2 separate regions of the Drosophila melanogaster genome follow, and region 1 is linked to region 2. A link is a contact called in public Hi-C data. All regions are on one chromosome and are shown on one strand. The core of a region is the stretch at or near the end of the contact, and the rest is flanking DNA. Distances in the headings are between cores, read along the strand shown. Region 1 holds the start of tos (tosca). Region 2 holds the start of ncm (nucampholin).

Evidence for each region. A called contact is a pair of places that touch in the nucleus more often than the background predicts.
Region 1: a contact with region 2 is called in a Hi-C map of the Kc167 cell line, with 2.9 times the contacts expected there. The contact joins the promoter of tos here to the promoter of ncm in region 2. A contact is called at or near these places in 41 of 107 Hi-C or Micro-C datasets (the Clone 8 cell line, the D17-c3 cell line, the Kc167 cell line and 13 more) and 1 of 6 datasets of contacts at active chromatin or transcription factors (the Kc167 cell line).

What each region holds. Positions count from the first base shown.
Region 1 is chr2L:18,677,706-18,683,913 of dm6, forward strand. It overlaps tos (tosca), which reads right to left and starts at 4,370. Exons shown (of 2, transcript NM_057797.4): 1 at 3,450-4,370; 2 at 1,926-3,394. The coding sequence starts at 4,253. The coding sequence ends at 2,000. CG31751 reads left to right here. Exons shown (of 4, transcript NM_165260.2): 2 at 1,134-1,456; 3 at 4,560-4,684; 4 at 4,740-6,010. The coding sequence starts at 1,149. The coding sequence ends at 5,560. It overlaps msl-1 (male-specific lethal 1), which reads right to left. Exons shown (of 2, transcript NM_057548.4): 2 at 6,015-6,208.
Region 2 is chr2L:18,447,444-18,454,096 of dm6, forward strand. It overlaps ncm (nucampholin), which reads right to left and starts at 1,514. Exons shown (of 3, transcript NM_136033.3): 1 at 806-1,514; 2 at 1-649. The coding sequence starts at 1,411. It overlaps bsf (bicoid stability factor), which reads right to left. Exons shown (of 5, transcript NM_078872.5): 2 at 5,949-6,474; 3 at 4,574-5,882; 4 at 2,796-4,517; 5 at 2,074-2,732. The coding sequence ends at 2,191.

The sequences.
Region 1 (6,208 bases), core at 3,120-5,619, 230 kb after region 2:
TGAGTCAAGGTCAGTAATTGGCACTTGATTGACAAACTTCGATAGCTGCTCGCTTATGTACATTTAAATTCAATTATTATCGCCTCTCTCCGCCCAAATATTTACATGCATATATTCCATTTGCCCTGCTTATCATCGATCGGTACGGGTTTGAAAACCTTTCCACTGACGTTTGAATTTATGACCTGAAAAAGGTATTTGCTCTTCCCTCTTTCTGTCCATATTAGTGCCTCTAATCCCTGCGATCTGTTCGGTTTATGCGCCATATAATTGATGTGGTTTCCACTGGAACGTTAACCAAAGCCGATCACGACTGACAGTTTGCTTTGCCACGGTTGGGAAACCACTGTCCCCCTGATAAGCACCGAAAAATGTCGAAAATAAGGCTCGTCCGACTTTAAGCAATTAAGCAAATAGCCAAGTTAACACTGCAAGTGGCGACAGAAGCTCACACACTCACCCACATGGAAAAAAACTCACGGGACTGAATCTTACGCAGATACAGTCGAAACCCGCTAATCAGATACCGGCGAGGTGTAATTCTAAGCAGATCAAGGCGACCCTGGCATAACAAAAATACCAACTCTAGAGAAATTTTTCACTCAAACCTTAAATTTCCAACATAATTAACCAAAACGTTATGTTTGAAATGAAAAAAACATGTTTAATGCTTAAACTGGCTAGCCTTTAAACACAATTTCTGTTTTTGTAATCATTAATTAGCTCTAAATTGGCTACAGTCAAAGGTTCGCCATAAGAATCTCAGAAAAAATAACTAAAAATCATTGTAAAGGCTTTAAAAAGAAAAGCTAGTAAGATGTTATATAAAAATTAAAGCTTTACTTTAAAAACGTTGCTCTTTAAAACTCGACCTTATTGTAAATTGTTATTAACTTAAGATTGTGGATTATATAGACGAGGCTTGACTGTACTTGAACGCACACAAACTGGCGAAAAAGATATGGAGAAGACGTCGACGAACTCGTTTCAATTGAGACGCAAACTGAAACACAATTCATTTCGCTGGAGAACGCGCAACCGAAAACATTTTCCACCTCTGCTCTTATTCGTCTTCTAACTGATATTTTTTTACTCACGGTTTCTTGGCCTTTGGTCTTTTGCGTCTCCGATAGAGCCCCAAAAATAAAATGGAGCAGTGGAACAATGTGGAGCTGACGAACATGTCCAAAAAGTCGTATACCCTGAATCATGCCTACGATGCCGCCGAGAAGTTGAACAAGGAAAACACGGCAAAGTCCTCGAATGGCAATGGCACCAGTGCCGATGAATCAACAGCTGCAGATGGCGATCTCCTCAAGCCAGGATCGGACGTGCGCCCAAAAGTGGAGCCCGAGGACGTGGAGAGCCTGCTGCGTCGCCTCTACGGGATCACGATAAGCGAGGTTAAGGAAATCGTCGCCTACGACGATCGCAACTTCTTTGTCAAGGAGGATAGGTAAGCAAAGCGATGACAGTATCTCGCTGACACCCTTTCCCAATCCCGCACCACATCCGGAGGTTTATCTCGTGTATGGGAGTTCAGCGTAAGCATCTCATACAGCTGCAGTCAGATTATTAGCACAGGCAATTTCAAACATCATAATATATCATTTAGATCAGGATTAGTCTTCTATATAGTAAACACAAGAATTCGTTGCTTGAAATAATATCTCCTTTAAAGCATCAACACAACATATTTTCTGTGCTTTGACATGACTGCAATTTTAGCTGCTGTTCGTAGTACGACTGTGCAACACGAAAACAAATAATAATGAGCCGGAGAAATGCGGCGGTATGTAGCATCTATTTATACCCAGTTTAATTAAAGTTGTTAGTCGCGGCAGTTGAGTGTGACGCAGTCGACAGTCACCTTGCCAGCATCGCAATTGCTATCTTGATGGATTCATGGCATTCAGCACTGATGTAGTCAGTTCAGCTCTTCACTTTAATAAATTAGATAAATCTAGAGAACAAAAAGCTTACAATCTAGAAGAGCCATCTATTTGAGGACAGGTTTCGTCTGGAAGCCAAACATGCTGAGCTTGGTTTGATTCTGGCTCACGGCACCCAGTTTTCCATTCGTCCTAGATTTAGGAGTGCCCTTCTTGGCAGTGGAGGGTTTACTCAGCCCCACTCTTCGTTTGCTGGTTGGCAAAAAGTTCTGGCGTTGCTGGCTGGAGGATGAGGTAGATGATGCTCTCTGATCCGAGCTACAGCTGTCGTCCGATAGCAGAATGATGGCATCATTATTGTTCCTGTCGGATTCCTGAGTGGGTTCCGGAGAGTTTTCCAGAAGTAAATCCAGTGACTTAATGCGAATAGTTGTTGAATTGGTATTGCCTTCAGTTGGTATTTGGGGTTGAGAGTTGTTGAGATCTTCTTGGGATTCTAAAGGCGAAGGAACACCTTTATCTTGTGATTCCAAAAGAGAAGAGGCTGTGGTATCTGTATCTGTTTCACCGTCACTGATTTGTGAACTACAACGTTGTCTTATTGGGTTCTTCCCTGGAATGTCTTTACATACTAGTCTTAGTTTCTTATGGCCTGAGTGAGAGCTCAGCTTCTGCTCATCCATATCGTCATTTTCCGTATCTCTTAAGTGCTCCCTTTGAAGCCTTGTCTGTTCATCCTGCGTGGCGAAGAAGCGACTTCGGATCTGAACTTGTTCCTTGGCGAATATGCTTCTTTTAAGCGAATCAACCTTTTTTACACCAGCTTCTCCATCCAACGGACTTGCCTTTTTCGGACTAAGCAAACGCAGCAAAGAGGCATTCTCACAAACTACTGGGGATCGCTGATTAGCTTCTTCTCCAGTCCTTTCCTTGGCAAATGGATTGTGCCGACTTTTGTGCACCGGCGACGGAGGAGGTGTACGTTCTTGATCTACAGAATCTTCCCTGCTCGGACTTCTCCTCCTTTTGGCTTTGAAACTGTACATGTTAAACAACTCGGCCTCCGTTTGTTTAGCCTGTTCCAGTCGCTGATTAGCTTCGATTTCCTCGTTTAGAGTTTTGCCCACAAAATCCACTTTTTTGAAGAACAAGGCACACGGATTTTCTTTCTTCGGCGTGTGAGTGTTTTCGCTTTGAAAATTCGTTTGCCAAATACTTTTGTGCTTGGATCGTTTCACGTTCTTCGGCGTTGGCCATGCCTTTTCCGGTGTCCAAGAGTCCAGTCGCTTCATAGAGAAGGGGTTCAAGTTGCCTAGGGCCAAGTGCAAAGCCTGCTCGCTATCCTCCAGCAAGGTGCCAGCATTGCTGCAGTAGCGCTCATCAGTTTCATAATCTTCGAGGGCACACAACCGCTGCATGCGACGCTCTAGCGGGTTGTAGATAAACATGTGCCTGAAGGTGGCCTCCGCTTTCATGAAGTTTTCAATATAGTCGTCATCTACCTGGATTAAAGGATTATTAGTCTTACAATTCAGACCTAACCGCAAGTTAACTTACCTCAAGATTGCGCATATTGAGGTAACTTGGAATCTTTTTTAATGCTATTCGCATGTCTTCCTGTTCCGTTTTTAGTATAAATTTGCACGCCTTGGCCAGTCCGATGCCAGGCAGTGAGTCCAGGTAATCACAGCCGGATAGGATGCACATGCGCCGGAACTTGTCAAAGTGGTACTTCTCCTCCGTGCAGCCCATGGCCAGGTGAAGTTTTTCCGCCTCCACCAGCAGGCCGCTGCCGTTGAGGTCCAGCTTGAATATGATGTTCTTGGCTCCAAAAAGCGTTAAGTCCGAGTCCTCGGTGATGATGTACTGGGCCACATCTGCTCTATTCAGCCAGGCCATTTGGGCATCGGCCTCGTAGGGCGCCACAATGCAGTCAACATTCCGGCTCCGGCATTCCCGGATCAACCGCAACGCCATGTCGTGGGTGACATCCACGCAGCGTCGCATATGGGATCGGGCCTCCTCGATGCGACCCAATCGAAGGAGTTCCGCCGCCCGCTCTTTGCTCTGCTTCCTGGAGTCCCTTCTCCGCTTTTCGGTCAAAGCCTTGGCCGGCAAGTGCTGCCCATCGAAGACCAGAATGGGCTTGATGTCGTAGGACAGCAGCATGTTCACATACTTCAAGCAGTATTGTATATAAACATCCGTATCCTCGCCGCGGGCCAACTTCTCCGCACAGCCGAAGACTCCCTTGTGTAGCCAGCAATATGTGTCCACGGCCACTGTGCTGCCGCGAATGTCTTTTAGATGCAGCTGCGAGGAGGCCTTGCCCACGAAGGGAATTAGGCCGGTAATGCCCATGGTTAGGACCAACAACAATAACACATATAAAAACGAAATAAACAATTAATAAAATTGCGGATCTTAGCGCCAAAATTGCCAATGCATCAGTGTGACCAAAGTGCGATGCTATAAAAAAAATTCGAATTGCCATTCACATGGAACGCATATGTCTATCATTATCCAACACTTGGATTTTAAAAATAATTCAATATTTCTAACAGATATTATTTTGTATTTTTATGAATGTGGCGCTTTGTTATGCCTCATTTTTTATTTACTCCTTAAGATAAGTAATTTCCTATTGAATACATTTCCGTATTGCAGTAATGTTAAGAACCCCCTCATTGTAACCCACTGTCCACACGGATACGTCCTGAAAATCCTCAACTCACTGGACTCTAAGAAAGAGGACTTCGTGGATGCCCAAAACCAGATGCTGCTTTACTTGGGTAAGAATTGCTAGCCAAATCATCAGCAAATTGACAATGCAATCGTATTCCCTAGGAAAACACAGTGTGAAATGCCCACGACCAGTAGCCAATGCAACAGGAAAGTATTACTCTGTGGAACGGCTGAATGGGAATTCGAATGTGGTGCGACTGCTGGAATTTATACCGGGAGAAATCTTCCACCAGGTGCCGGTGACGAAGCACCTGCTCTACCGCAGCGGCGAATACTTGGCCAGGTTGGATCGAGCCCTCAAGAACTTCACCCACCAGGCATATGAAAGCCACAAGACCTTGTGGATGCTTCAGAGTGTTCCCGAGCTTAGGCAATTCCTGTACGTGGTGAAGGATCAGGAGCAGCGGCTTATCTGCGACGAGGTGATCGATGCCTTTGAAGCCAAGGTTCTGAGCCAACTGCCATCCATGGAGCACCAGATCATCCATGGGGACTTCAACGAACAAAATATAGTGGTGGAGCAGGTGCCCAATCAAACTGAATATACCATCAAGGGAGTTATTGATTTCGGTGATACGAGCAAATCGCCACTGATCTTCGAAATTGGAATTGCCCTCACTTATATGATACTGCAGGCCAACGATTTGGCCAATGGTGGCATATTTCTGTCCGGTTATACCAGTCTGAACCCAATTGAGAATTCCGAGCTGGCCCTTCTCAAGTACTGTGTTACTGCCCGATTTGTTCAGAGCCTGGTAATGGGACTCTACACCCACACGCTGCATCCCACAAATGAGTACCTCCTGGTGACCCAGGAAAAGGGATGGAAGCTCCTTCAGAAGCTGTGGCGCGAGAGCTTTGACGATATTGATGAGCTGTGGGCAAGCACTGGACACCAGTACTTGACGCAGAGCAATAAATAATATAAAATTCCGTTAGGCTTTTCCGTTTTTTAAAGGTATTTTAACTGATTTTCAATCCAGCTATTCTGGTTGTTGAAGATTTTGTATGTTATGTTTTCCATTAGGTAACGAGGGTCAGATAAAATTGTCACAGCCAATATATAGAGTATAATGAAGCATTTTCTAAGATATTAAATACATTTGCAATTAGCCCCTAAACAAGTTTATATCGAGATGATCGCAAACAAAAAGACATCTAAGGAAACCAGAAGCAAGCGATGCCAGGTCATTGGAAAATCAATTGAGGCCTGTTAAATAAACCCATTGTCAATTATTAGAATTTCATTTACATATCACCTGTGCAAAATAAGTTGCAAGTCCAAGTATTGATTGCATTTCGTTGCTTTACAATTTACTTTATCCTGTATATTATTATCGTTATCTTTACAATAAAACTTGTTAAACAAATACAAATACATTGTATGTAGTACATTTATTCTTACAGTAGGTGAGTTTGTTTAGGGCTCTACAATGGTGGCAATTAATTTCGAATTGATTTTTAGTTGAAGCTTCAGTAAATTGAACTATTTAACGCTAATTACATTGAATGGTGTAAAATGGTGTTGAACGAAGTTCATCCACCCTCCGCTCCTCCTTTTCCTGGACAAT
Region 2 (6,653 bases), core at 264-2,763:
GAGCCTCCCAAGCAATTCTCTGATAGGCAGCGGATGATTTGTCCGTGATCTGTGACTGCATCATGCGCAGCTTCGCCGGCGGAATATAGGCTCCTCCAGTCCGAGATGTCAGCACATCGACGGTCTTTCGTTGGCGCTCAGTTATTTTGGCTGCCGGTTCGGTTACGGTTTCATTGTCTGCATTAGTTTCGGTGGTTTCGGTGTGGCGTGGGGTCTTTGAGGATTTGGATTTCGGAGTGGAGGAGGATCGATCTCTTTTGCGTTCTGGCGACCTCTTCTTTTCCCTCGAATCATCTCTACGCCTGCTGCTGGTTGGTTCGCCCTTTTGATGGCGCTTTTCTCGCTCCTTGGCTCGCTCTTCATCGCGTTTATCTCGCTCCTCATGACGTCTCTGTCGCTCAACGCGTCTTCTCTCCAAAGAATTGGATCTGCGGCGGATTGGACTTTTACTGCGACTCCGGGTCCTGCTGCCTTTGCTTCTCGAGCGACGACGACGACGGCTGCTGGGTGATGGACTCCTGCTGGATGAGCGTGGGCGTCGTCGTTTGCCATCCGGGCTGCGGCTTTGTTTTCGTTGGGTTTCTTTGGGTGGACTCTTAGATGCGACAGCTTTCTTTTCCTCTTTAGTCGGTAGGTCATCTTCGTCTTTCTAAAAAATGAAAATTTATCATATCATGATGATGAAAAAACTAGCTGATAAATGATTGTGTTGAATTAATTTCATTAATTAAATAATTTGAATTTCATTGATGACGAAATAGTAAAGCGGCTTAATACCGAATTCTACCCAAACATGATGACTTACGTCGGTTATCTCGCCCTCTTCGATGTGGTCCGCAGTGGGAGGTTTCACTGTTTCAGCTGCTGCTTCCACCGGCGATTCCTTGCTACTTCCATTGGTGGTCACTGGCTGCTCTTCATCCTTCCTCCGCTCTTCTAATTCCCGTGCAGCGTTTTCCTCTTGGGCCTTCGGGCTGTTCAGCTCTTTCGTCACACTTGAGGCTTCTGCTTCCTCTTTCCGCTGGACAGGTGTTTCAACTTTTTTCGCTTCATTTAATTTCTCGCTTTCCGCCTCCGCAGCTGCTACTGCTTCTTCTTGCTGCTTTTCCACGCCAGCAGAATGGGAAATGTGCTGGCGCTCCGAACGAGGCTCAGCCGCAGGAGTTTTCTTCTGCTCAGTGGGCTGCTCATCCTGTCCAGCATCCCTCTCCTTGGCACGCTTCTCCCCCCTATCCGTATCGTCAGTTTTCTTGGCATCTTTGGCGGATTCCTCCTGCTTTGCTTCCTCTTCCTCGCGCCCGCTGCTTTCGGAGGACGAGGACTCGCTCCTGGCGTCGCTGTCGCTGCCACTGGAAGTGTCGCTGCTGCTGGAATTGCTGCTCGAATCGCTCTCGGCATCGCTTTCCCCCATCGCGCGTTTATTTCGAGAAATTTTCAGGGAAAACAACGATGAAAATTATTGGGCAGCAAAAAACACAACGCGGCGATAGAATTAGAGATGGGACACCAGTGGCGACGGTATCGATATACACATGTGTTTGACTGCTAAATCGTATCGAAATTGTAGTTTCGATAGTCAGCTATAGAAATGCTAAATGTGTTTTTTAAATTGAACTGAAAATTTAAATTCAAGTTCCACATTAGAAAAAATGATATTTTAAAATTAATTTTATAATATGGCACTATCGTAAATTTTATAGCACAGCGAACCTCAATATTTAAGGGCAACGATTTTTTTACGACTAAAACAGTGTAATATATTTGTTATAACATATTTGGTTCATTGCACTGCAGAAATTTCGAATATCAGCTCGAAAATGGAACAAGGATATGGAACAAGAACATTAAATTTGAAACGAAACTTTTTTTTTTTAGCGATTTTTGGGCTCCAAAACGGGCAATCGTGTTTTACAACATCATGCGTGCTTCCAATTAATTTTAGGATCTGTCTTAAGGGAATGAATTGAACCATTATTTTATTGAAAATTAAAAATGATAGCTTCATCTTGAAAATAGTAAAAAAGATCCTTTATCGCTCAGTTGAATCCCCTAGAAAAATAACTGGCGCACTTTCGCAACAAAACAACTAAATTTATTTTAGTTTACAAATTGTTTATCCATAGTAAATACTTTAAAAATAAGCTTTAATCACGACGGCCTACACTAAACAAGGACCTTTTGCAGAAACCTCTAGGCCTTGCTGTCCGGTTTGGGTGGAACAGTTTCCGGTACCGATGGCGACACGTCGTCGTCGCTGGAGGATGAAGAGGAGGACGAGCTGGAGTCGTCGGCCTTCGTCCGCTTCTCGGGGATCGTGTAGGGGAACTTCTGGGATTTCTCCTCCACCGCCTGTTTCAGACGCAGCAGAGCTGTCCTGTTGATGTTTTCCAAGGATACGTCCTTAATGGCATTGGCCAAGACAACCATGGCCTTGTCGGAGTTGCCCTTGGTAGTCTGGATGTCAATGAGGCAGGAGTACGCGTTTCCGATCGCGCCCTCGGAGATTTTGCTGTTCTTCAGCTGGGAAATGACTGTGGAGGCGAGCTTCTCGTCCTGCTGCTCGCGAGCCGTCTGCAAAACGCGCTGGAACATCAGCCTTGGGGCATTGGACAGGTGCTTATCCCAAATCTCCTTAGAAGCCGCCTCCTGGCCAGTGGAAATCAAATGCATCCACAGGACATTCATGGGTCCTAGTTGATTGTGAGCAGCAAACTTCTCAGCGAGGGATTGATCTGAAAATTATCAGAAAAATTTATAGTTTTAACACTTGTTTAATAGGCATTTCTGGGACCTACATTGCGGCACCAATTCCGGGTGTTTTTCCAAAATGCCAACTGCTCCTCCGCGTGGGAACTTCTCAGCCAGCTTGGTTGACTCCTCGGGAGTTTTGGCCGCATCGATTTCTGTGGTCAAGTGCTTCAGGAACTCCTCCGCCTTTCCGGCCACTATATTGGCATGACAAAACCGATTGTCAAAGGAAATCAGACGCTTCTGCTCGTCATTCAGCTGCTGGCCAATTCTCTGCATTGTTTCCAGATCGCCTGCAGCGGCAATTTTGTTCAGGTAAAACTTGAAGATCTTGGGCTGCGGGTGCAGTTTATCGCCCAGGAGCTCCTCGACATACTTGGTGGCCTCCGTTAAGCGATCAGCTCGAACCAGGAGCTCGATCAGTCGAGAGGTGTCCAAAGCTCCAATTTTCTCGCCACTCAGAACACTTTGTTTATGCGAGATGGCTGCATCTGGATCATTGGCCTGGATTGCCTTGCGGAAGCCGGACAAATGGGAGGCGGTTTTGGGTGGCTTTGCTGTTTCCGTTTTAGCTGGCTCCTTTTTCGCAGCCTTCTCCTTGGGCTGTTCTGCTACTTTAGCTGTTTCTGTGGCTGCTTCTGTTGTCGTTGCATCTTTCGCTTTGCTTTTTTTGGCCTTGGCTTGTTCGTTTTGGGTCTCTGGCACCACAAAAGGCACGTCAATATTTTTCTTACTCAGGATTTCTGCCAATTTCAAAAGGAAAGCATCGTTTGGTGTCACATTCTCCTCCTGCATTTTAGTCCACAGTCCCAAAGCCTTCTCCGCCTCATCTGCCTTGTCGTAGCTCAAGAGGAGCGTGTAGTAAATCTTATTCCTGTCGATATGTCCCAGGTCCTTCGTGGCTTCAATAAGACCTTCCAGCGGTTGCAGTAGTCCCTCATTCTTGTAACGATCACAGGCACTGTTTATTCTTTGCGGACGGGTACGCAGTCCGGGGGTTTCCAGGATCTTCCTGGCCTGCCGCACACGGCCGCACTCCACAAAGGAGAAGACCAGATCGTAAAGGCTGTTTACTTCACCATGGATTCCAGTGCTCAAGTCTGTTAACTTTTGCAGATTGGCAGCATCTTCTTTCTGTATTAGACGGCAAGCCAGCTCGTTCTTCCAAGGCGTGGACTTATACTTCTGGCAAATCTCCTCGAAGGCTTCGATTGCCTTGGGAATATCATCCTTGACCAGGTGAACCTTGATCAGTGGACCCAGCAGCACATTGGTGGGCACAATATAATTGGCCCCCACCAGTACGTCGAACAATTTGCGCAGCCTCTCCGGCTGACCGGCCTCGGCTAGTGAGTTCAAAATTCTCCACACGGTGCTCATGTAATTATAGCTTCCTTCGGCCTCGGCTACGGGAACTTCCTTCTTGTTCTCCTCCAGTATCTTAAAAGCAGCATCCACGCGTTCCTCTTGCAAGAGAAGATCAGCCAGTCGAACCGCCTTCAAGTTATCCAACTGGAAAGTGGCGTCCTTTGCTTTAAGTTTGCCATAGATTTCTAAGGCCTCAGAGCTTTTCTTGTGATGCGTGTTCAGATCGATGAGCTGGGCATAAATGCCAACGGGGATTTGGAATTTTTCGGCCTCGAGTTTCTCGATGACCTGGAGGGTCTTCTCCAAGTTTTGCGAACGGAAACAGGCGTTGAGGAGTTGCCTCTTGATGTTGTTGGCATTTTCTCCCTTGCCCTCCACATTCACAATGAATCGCTCGAGTTCTGAAAGAAAATATATAGATATTAGATAAGTATTTTAATAACATCTAACAACTTACCATTGATGGACAGCGAATCCAGGCTTCTCTTGCCGCTGTTTGGAAGAGGAACTGGCTCCAGTTCTCCCGAGCTAAGTTTACCCAGAAGTTCGGAAATCTTTGGAGTCAGTTCGGAACCCAACTGCTCGGATAGTTGGGTGGCTTTGTCACTGCTAATGGACAAGCCCTGCTTGACCAACCCTTTGAGGATTTTCTCCAACGTGGCCCCGCGATCGCGGCGGAAATAGGTGGTTGCCTCCTGGACTATTGCACCTACAACATCGGGAGTGATGCGCTCCGTCGGAACGGCAGCCACGCCTTCTACCTGCTCAACTTCCTCATCCTTGCCTTGCCTGAATTGCAATCCTTCGTGAATTTGGCGGACACATCGGATGAAGGAGGCATAATCGTTCGTATGGCTGAGGGCCAGAATCAAAGGTTGTTTGAACAAGAAGGGCACGTAGTAAGCTCTGTTCTTCTCCATAATCTTGGCTGCTTCGGCAATCTGGTGGGTCACTAATGCGGAGTAGACGGCCGAGGTGACAGCAGTGGAGTTGGGAACCCCAGCATCCCTCAGAGAGGTGACGATTCTTTCCCAGTTCTTTTCCTTCAAGTTGGGAATGACATAATCTCTGACCGTTTCGGAGTTGGGGAAAACTGAGAACTCCTGCTGCATGCGACGTACGATTTCCAAGACTTGATTAGATTCCGCGGAACAGATCAAAGGCCAGAAGTAGTGCTGCCTGATGGGCAAGCCAGCATTTTTCATTTCCTGCAGCAAGGGAAGCGCATTATTGATTACGCCATTGGTCAAGCCAGCTTCGGTGGCAATAGTCAGAGCCTTGGGATTAAGCCCCTCTGATTGCAGGCTCTTGCAGATGGACAAGATCTTCTCCACTGGCCGATTGGCCTTAACCATCTGCCTGATGAAGAAAGCTCCCACATCAACGGGCTCACCGTTCACACGACTGCTCCTTGGCATCACGCGAAGGAGCTTCAGCCCCACATCCTCGTGTCCCTTGTTGACCAGCCGAAGGATCACGTTCACTGCATCCTGATTAAAACCAGGCGAGAGACGAAGCTTGGTCAGAACGTCATCCACGTGTTCACCATTGCCGTTGACGGTAAGAGTGTACACAATGTCCAGCAGATCCTTGTCCAGCAAAATGATCTCCTTCTGCTCACACTCAGCTAGGGTTTCCTTTACGGCAGCCAGGTCTCCGTGGCGCGCAAAGGCGCACAGGAGAGTGGTGTAGGTGTCAGCACTGGGCTCCAAGCCGGCCTGCATCATCACTCCCAAGATACCCTTGGCGGACTCCAAATCATTGGCCTAAAGAATCGTTTAAAAAGTAATTTAAAAACATGGCTACCACCTATCTATTTCTGTATGACTAACCTGCGAGTGACCCAGGATAAGTGAATTAAAGACATTTTCGTTGACGGGTAGACTTTTGGCGCGCATGAATTCCAGAATCCTAGTGGCTCCTTCAATGTCTCCCTGCTGACAATAGCGAGCAATCAATCGCTGATAGGTCACCCTATTGGGCTCGATGCCCTTCGCCTCGATCTCTGCCAGAAAATCGGTGGGAGCAAACCCATGCTCGTTCTCCAGGTAAACGCGAAGCAGGGCATTGTAGTGCGAGATGTCCATGGGTACATTCAGCGCATTCAGCGTCTTCCAGATCTCCTGCACCAAGGCAGTTCTGACCTCGGGAAGCTCCTCCGGTACCAGGTTGCCGCAGCAGCGAATCACCAGCAGCGATTGCGAGCTGGTGGCCGTCCTGTGTGAGCGGATCTCATCGAGCACCTCCTCCAGATCGCGTCTGGAGATGCGCCCAATGCGACGAACATCCTGGTCCAGCCGGCGAATCTGTTTATCCAAACTCAACTCAGCTTTGGCCGCCGCATTCGTGGCAAAACCACTAGGAAGATAATTAAAAATAAACTTAATTAATATATAAAGATATATGAATTAACAAAATCCTAACGTCCTTATAGATTATTTTCCGGCTGACCTTAATGAGAAACTGAGTTGTTATAAGATAATCGTGTTGCTTTTTGAATAAAAATAAGATATTTAGCTTCTTTCTACATATATAAC